Linked DNA regions of Rattus norvegicus: region 2 is linked to region 1. Evidence: chromatin contacts called from public Hi-C data. All regions are on one chromosome and are shown on one strand. Each heading gives the region's core, a stretch centred on a gene start, on an enhancer-like site or on the middle of the called end of the contact. The rest is flanking DNA. Distances are from core to core; before and after follow the strand shown.

Evidence for each region. Hi-C and Micro-C count contacts between places; a contact is called where the count stands out from the background.
Region 2: a Hi-C map of frontal cortex shows a contact between it and region 1, with 3 times the contacts expected there. The contact joins the promoter of Rnf185 here to the enhancer-like site in region 1. A contact is called at or near these places in 3 of 12 Hi-C or Micro-C datasets (frontal cortex, liver and mammary epithelial cells).

Annotation. Positions count from the first base shown.
Region 1 is chr14:82,489,331-82,492,577 of GRCr8, reverse strand. All of the region lies in intron 2 of Limk2 (LIM domain kinase 2), which reads left to right. Among named protein-coding and RNA genes, the nearest start is that of Rpl7-ps1, 16 kb to the right of the region's middle. Within about 2 kb of position 1,422, at least 19 of the 93 cell types and tissues checked have an H3K27ac peak or open chromatin away from gene starts, as enhancers often do.
Region 2 is chr14:82,551,973-82,555,236 of GRCr8, reverse strand. Rnf185 (ring finger protein 185) reads left to right here and starts at 1,771. Exons shown (of 7, transcript NM_001024271.1): 1 at 1,771-1,877. It overlaps LOC134481864 (a long non-coding RNA gene), which reads right to left and starts at 2,553. Exons shown (of 2, transcript XR_010057729.1): 1 at 2,261-2,553; 2 at 1,513-1,948.

The DNA.
Region 1 (3,247 bases), core at 173-2,672:
CTCTGTGCAGTCCTGGATGTCCTAGAACTGGCTCTGCACACCCAGGGTTATGTGCTGCCACACCTGGCTAGTTCTTGTTACTTCTCATGACTAGGAGAGACTGCCCGTCACACCCACCGAGGAGTAGAAGACAGCTCAGGGTCACTCACACTGTGGGTGCCAAGAGCTGGCCTGCAAACTGAACCCTTTGCAGTTTTGATCGGATGTTTGCTTGTGAGGGCGTGAAGAGAAATGTATGGGTGGGGTGGCATACCTGTCATTCCAGCTCCCAGAAAACTGAGGTGGAAGGTTCTGAGTTTGAAGCCAGCCTAAGCTACACAGCAGTACCCTGCCTTTAAAAGAAAAAAAAAGTATGCAGTTGGTGGCAACAGCGGTGGTGGCAGTGGTGGTGGCAGCCATGGTGTACACCTTTAGTCCCAGCACTTGGAAGGCAGAGGCAGTCGGATCTCTGAGGCCAGCCCAGTCTACAGAGTGAGTTCCAAGACAGCCACGGCTACACAGAGAAACCCTGTCTTAAAAACAAAACAAAACAAAAGTAAATCGTGTTAGCATGTGGGTGCAAGCTATAGAGTGAGATCAAGGGCTCAGCAGAGCCTTTCAGGTATTGTGTGGCCTTAGGTGGCTTCTGCCCTTTTAAAATGAAGATAAGGACATGACCTCGCAGGCTTGTCGGGAGTACTGGATCAAACACTGAAGAGCGTGCATCTACACACCTACAGGTACACACTCACACCTCTGGTTGTGGAGTTTCTGGATGGCATCTTTGAACTACTGTGGTGCTGTAAATCAAAGCTCGTGCCCATGGGGATGGGGCGGGGAAAGGGAGGGGTGGTAGAGTGTGGGTTCCTGACGGCTCTGCCTAGACGGCTCTGTGATAGCTCTCCTGAAGGAGAGCATCTCTCATCTTGTGAACTTTCTCATGGTAGAAATCAGTGCCCTGGTGGCCTTCCACAGAGGGTGCTCATTTGCCCTGAGGAGGGTTTCCGGTCTTCTGGATCCAATTTCACTTTAACCCAAGTCAGGGAAAGCTCTTCAGAGCTGGGAAGGGCTATTGGTTTGACCCCAGGGGCAACCTGGGCTAAGGGGGATGTGGGGCTAAGGAGCCCGAATAGTCTTTTACAATCTTTTCACCCAGTTCTCCTGCAGTTCTGGTGAAGTTTAGAGTATCTGGTACAGGCTGGCTGGAGGCAGGATCTTCCCTCCCTCTGTGCTGAGAGAAGTTCATTCTTCGTGACTTCCGTCCAGCCCTGGTCTTCCCAGCTGGGCCAAAGTTAAAGAAAAGGAAGCAGATGTCTCCCCTCAACACCTTTGTTCTCCCTGGGTGAGGCTAGATTTTGAATGAACAGACTGCTGGGATTTGGTCCAACCTCTACCCCTCCCCTCCTTAACTGTGTTCCATGGTGATCTAGAATGACGTCTACAGTCCCACCTCAGAAAGCCTTCCCTGGTTCTCCTGTGCCCAGGACATCTTAAGACTGGAACCAGGGCCTGTTGGGTGGAGTTCAACTCACAGGTCCCCTGGAGGTAGCTCAGGGCATTGACACTTGGCCAGGATTCCTCTGATCTGCCACACACATGGCTGACCAGCCCTTGTTCCTTTTCCTCTCCTTCCCATGGGCTCTGTTTAAACTGTGCGTGCCTCTGAACTGCTTTTCTTCTCTCTCTCTCTCTCTCTCTCTCTCTCTCTCTCTCTCTCTCTCTCTCTCTTTTCCTTTTCCTTTTCCTTTTCCTGTTTCTCTTTTCTTTCCAGACAGAGTTTCTCAGTGTAACCAGCCCTGGTTGTCCTGGACTCACTTTGTAGACCAACTTGGCCTCAAATTCACAGAGATCTGACTGCCTCTGCTTCCCAGGTGCTGAGATTAAAGGTGTGTGCCACCATGCCTGGCTTTGGCCTGCTTTTCTTTGAGTCTAAATCTGGAGCTGTTCTCTGAGGCTCCTGGCCTAGATCCTCTTGGGGCTAAGAGCAGAACCAGAGCACGTGCTCAACGCAGCTGGAGTTAGCCTGTGGGACTGTGAGTGGTGACCTGGCTGTCCCACCTGGCTGTCTTGCCCCCCCCCCCTCTTTTTAATAGCGTCTCATATCCCAGGCTGGCTTTGAACTTGTGCATAGAGCTGAGGATGAGGTTGAAGTTCTGATCCGCTTTGCCCCCAACCTGAGAGCTGAGACAGCAGGCGTGGACCACCATGCCTAGCTTATGCTGTGCTGGTTGAGCCAGAGTTTGCCGCGTTCTTCCAACTGAGCTGCGACCCTGGTCCTTACAGAACTTTATCTTGAGACCAAGTTGTCCAAGTTGGCACTTCCATGAGCTTCTCAGGCGAGCCTCAAGTTTGAGGCCCTCCTGTCTAGGCCTCTGGAATAGCTGTTGTCACGATGTATCACCACAACCCAGCCTTCATTTCCCAGTGGCTCCCTCTTATCACAGGAGTTTAGCCTGTTAAGCAGGGTCCTAGGAGAAAGAGATGCTACCCGTGTCCATCTTCCACAGCCCTGAGCTGAACTGCTACTATTGGGTCTGGTCCCTACCTCCCTTAACAAAGGGAACCTACCACCCTAGGACACTGGTGACTGACTTGCCTTTCTCAGGGTGACACACATAGACTGAACCGTATCTTGTCAGAAGCGTTTGACGGTGCCTGCCCTCTGGGGAAGGGCTAATGCCAGTGGGAGGGAGCCTGTGCTCACCCTATAGGGCAGCATGCTGTGTCTGCTCCGTTCATGAGCCCAGAGGGTGCAGCATACAGAGAAGCAGAGACTGTAGGGTAACAGTTGGCTGGCGACAGGTACTTCTTTTCTTTTTAAAGATTTATTTATTATATCTAAGCACACTGTATCTGTCCTCAGACACATCAGAAGAGGGCATCAGATCCCATTACAGATGGTTGTGAGCCACCATGTGGTTGCTGGGAATTGAACTCAGGACCTCTGGAAGAGCAGTCAGTGCTCTTAACCACTGAGCCATCTCTCAGTACTTTTGAAGTACCAAGCCATATTAATTGTCCCCATCTAGGTGTGGCATCTAGTTACAGGTCTGGGAACCACAAATTAGCACTCCATGCCAGATCCTGTCCTGACCATTTTACAAACATTTGCTTATTTGCTCTTGAAGATAACTCAGTAAATGAATTACTTGTTTTACCTACTTCAAAAATAAACAGCCACTTGAGAGGCTGCCTCAGGGGTGCCGTGAGCTTGAGGCCAGCCTAGACTATACAGTAAGACCTTGTCTCAAAAGCACATGCCAGAACC
Region 2 (3,264 bases), core at 522-3,021, 62 kb before region 1:
TCCCATGCCTAGTTTAAAAGATGTGAGTTTTTCTCCATCTCCTGGCAGCTGTTGGCGTTTTCAACTAGCCTTTATTGCTTTCCTCAAACTCTAACAAAGTTATCCTTGGGCTTCCTTTTAGCCCCTTCTAAATTCTTGTATAAATAATACCAAAGAACCCCCAAGAGAATCTTACTTTTTCCAGGAACAGAAGGAGAGGAGTACTCTGACGGTCCCCTTGGGTCCTCCACAGAGGAGCTAAAACTAGAGACTGATAAGGTCATGAACTCTGGAGAGAGGGTGCAGGCTCACCTGCCACCTTTGGGCTTTCACACTAGCAAGCTGAAAGCCATCCGGTGCAGGATACTTTAAGGCTGGTGTGCCAGCCCCACCTCAGCTTGCACACAGGGATGCTACCACTCCTGCTTGTCCAAGGCCAGGATGGAAGATCCCTCTTGTTCTACAGAATGAGGTGTGCCTGCTCTGTATCCCCCACCCTCACTCCCGAAAAAGCACAGCTGCACGGCAAAGGCATTCACCTGCACTGAACTAACTTTTTTTATACATTGAAAGTTAAAACATCAATTTTTCTAGTCACTTTTTAAATATAAAAAAAATGCACTTGCTACTGTAAAAAAAAATCCCTCTTTGGTCACAAGCTCATCTAATCAGTTTTAAAATAAAATAGTTTTAAAATAAATTAAGATGTATTTATTAAGTGTATCTGTACACATGTGAAGGTCAGGTGATAACTTGCCAGACTCCTTCCCCCCGGTGGGTTTCTGGGGATTGAACTAGAATTGACAGGTTTGGCCTCAAGCATCTTTACCTGCTGAACCAACTCACGGGGCTCCAGTTAGTTATACTCTTACTATCTTTATTATTTTGATACTGAAAATTCACGGACTTGGCTAGTAGAGTCTTCAAGAGAGCTGTGTCGTTTTACCCATTCCCATTCATCACCACTGTTAGCGTTCCTTCTAGGCTCCGCCCACAGTTACCTGGCAACAGCCAGGTGTGCCTGGCTTACTATAAACGGGGCTGTTCGCCCCTTCTCTCCTTCATAGTCTTTGCTCCTTCTCTCCCTGGCCCCTTTCTCCCCTTCTCTCTCCCTCCCTCCCTCTCTCCAAGCGTCCCTGCCCGGCCTCTTCTCTCTCCCTCCTCCCTTCCCAACTCCACTTCCCATGCCCTAAATTAACTATTCCAAACTATATCCGTGGTATGGCTGGTGCCTCACGGGGAAGAGATGCCTAAGGATGGGCCCGCTGAGGCACCCTTCCCACCTCACCAGCGCCTCTACCAAAACATATCCTGGCCTCTTTTTTTTTTTTTTAAATAAAACAGAACAACCACTGCCTACATTCTAATACAAGGCATTCTAAGCTGGTATCTCTAGGACTTTTTTTTTTTTAAAAGCAAGGAAGGAAGCCCTTTCCGCCCATTTTTTTGCGACACGGTCTCACGTATCCCAAGCCTGCTTTGAAAACCATATTGAAGTTCTGATCCAGCACCCGAATGAATGATGTGATTAACTGGAGTGCAAACACACATTTATTCCCAAGTCCTCACGCAGGCGAAGCAAGCAAGGCCACCCATTGAACTACTTTTCCTCCTCCAGGAAACACTGGGAAAAGGCCGAAAGCCCTCCCCTTCCTGTCCCGGGGCGGAACTTAAGAACCCGGCGCCTGGGCCGGAACGCAGTGCTGCCACACCAGCCTTTTCCGGCTGTAACCGGAAGTTGCTCTAATAGAGGTGGCTCCTTGTCAGGTGATCAAGATCCGGGTAGGAGGGTTCGGAGGTTCAATCTTCCTGACTGACGCGTCTCTAAGACTGGCTTGTCCACTGTGGGACAGGGGAACGGACTGGTGGCGTCGCTGGCGCTCGCTCTACGGGGACAGGTACGTGACGAGCTAGGACGGCGGGCCCGGGAGGCGTGGGACCCCCTTCCGGGGCTCAGGGACAGAGGCACCTGAAACCAAGGATCAGGAGACAGCTAGTCTGGCTCTGTCCAGGTCCCAGAAGAAAGATCAGACTGGCATTCCTGGGTACAGATTGGGCAAACTAGGGCCCAAGAAAAGGGAAGGGCGCGCTCAAGCTCCTTGCCAGGCAGGGGCTCGCCCTGACTCCCTCTTAGCCTCGGGGGCGGGACTGTCTCACGTGGGTAGTTAGTGATTTGGTTGAGTGGAGAGATGAGGAGCTTGGTGAACAGATTTGGGATGAAGCGTAGGAGACCTGGACTTGAGTTCGCTGCTAATTGTGCGTTCTAGGCCAAGTCCTTTACCTCACTGAACCTAGTTTCCACACTTGTCCAACCGGGCACTGCTTCTCAAAGCATGATCCTTAACAGCGCCTGCTCTGAAATCCTCTGGGATGCGGGCTCTTCAGCCCTGGACTTTCCCGACAGCTTGTTTCGAATCTGGGTTTGGATCCTAGGAAACCTTCTTTTGAATGTTCTCCTCGGGAGTCCTATACCTACTGGTGTTTCATCTGAAATGCTGTCCCGCTGTGAATGCGGTATTCGATTCGAGGCAGCTGGAGCCCGTTGGAATCTTTGAGACTTCTAGCTTAGGAAAGAACGCCGGAGGAGAATAACTATCTTTAAAAGCTGGCGCGGGGTGGGGGGATTGGGTGGATGGGTTATATCAAAGAGGGCTCCCGCTTAATCTTTGCAGCTGAAAGAGATACAGCTAGGATTAAATAGGTGGGTTCTAGGGGAAGACAAATGTGTACATAGTAATAAGAATTTAACGGAAGACTTATCAGAGGTGACCACTGATAGGATTGACTGTCTCCTTGTGAAAGAAAGTATACAGGAGGTGGTCCTTTCCAATTCGAAAGTCTTTTATTCTGAGTATTTATTGTGAATCTATCTTTCCATGGATAACTCTCTCTTCGGAATGTTTGTGACACTTCTTTTGTGGTCTGAGACAGGATATCGAAGATCTCAGGCTGTCCACAAGCTCCTCTTGCAATTCAAATTGGCCTTGAACTTCTGATCCTCCTGCTTCAGTCTGGAGTGCTAGCATCTCTCGTTACTTAGTACCATTATGCCTGTTGAATGTGACATTTCTTTGTTTGCCTTTCTTGAGCTCTCCTCCTTAGTCTCTATCTCTTGTCAGTGAGGCCAGCACACTTGATCTTATGTAATCTTTTCCTGGTTGTCACATTTGCCATCCTTTTCAAGGACTTTGGAACGACTCATCTGATAAAAAGTATCTGAAATGTATGTCGTATTAATAAACCGGGATCCATTGCATTGGTTAGTAATTTTTTGTTTCATGTTTA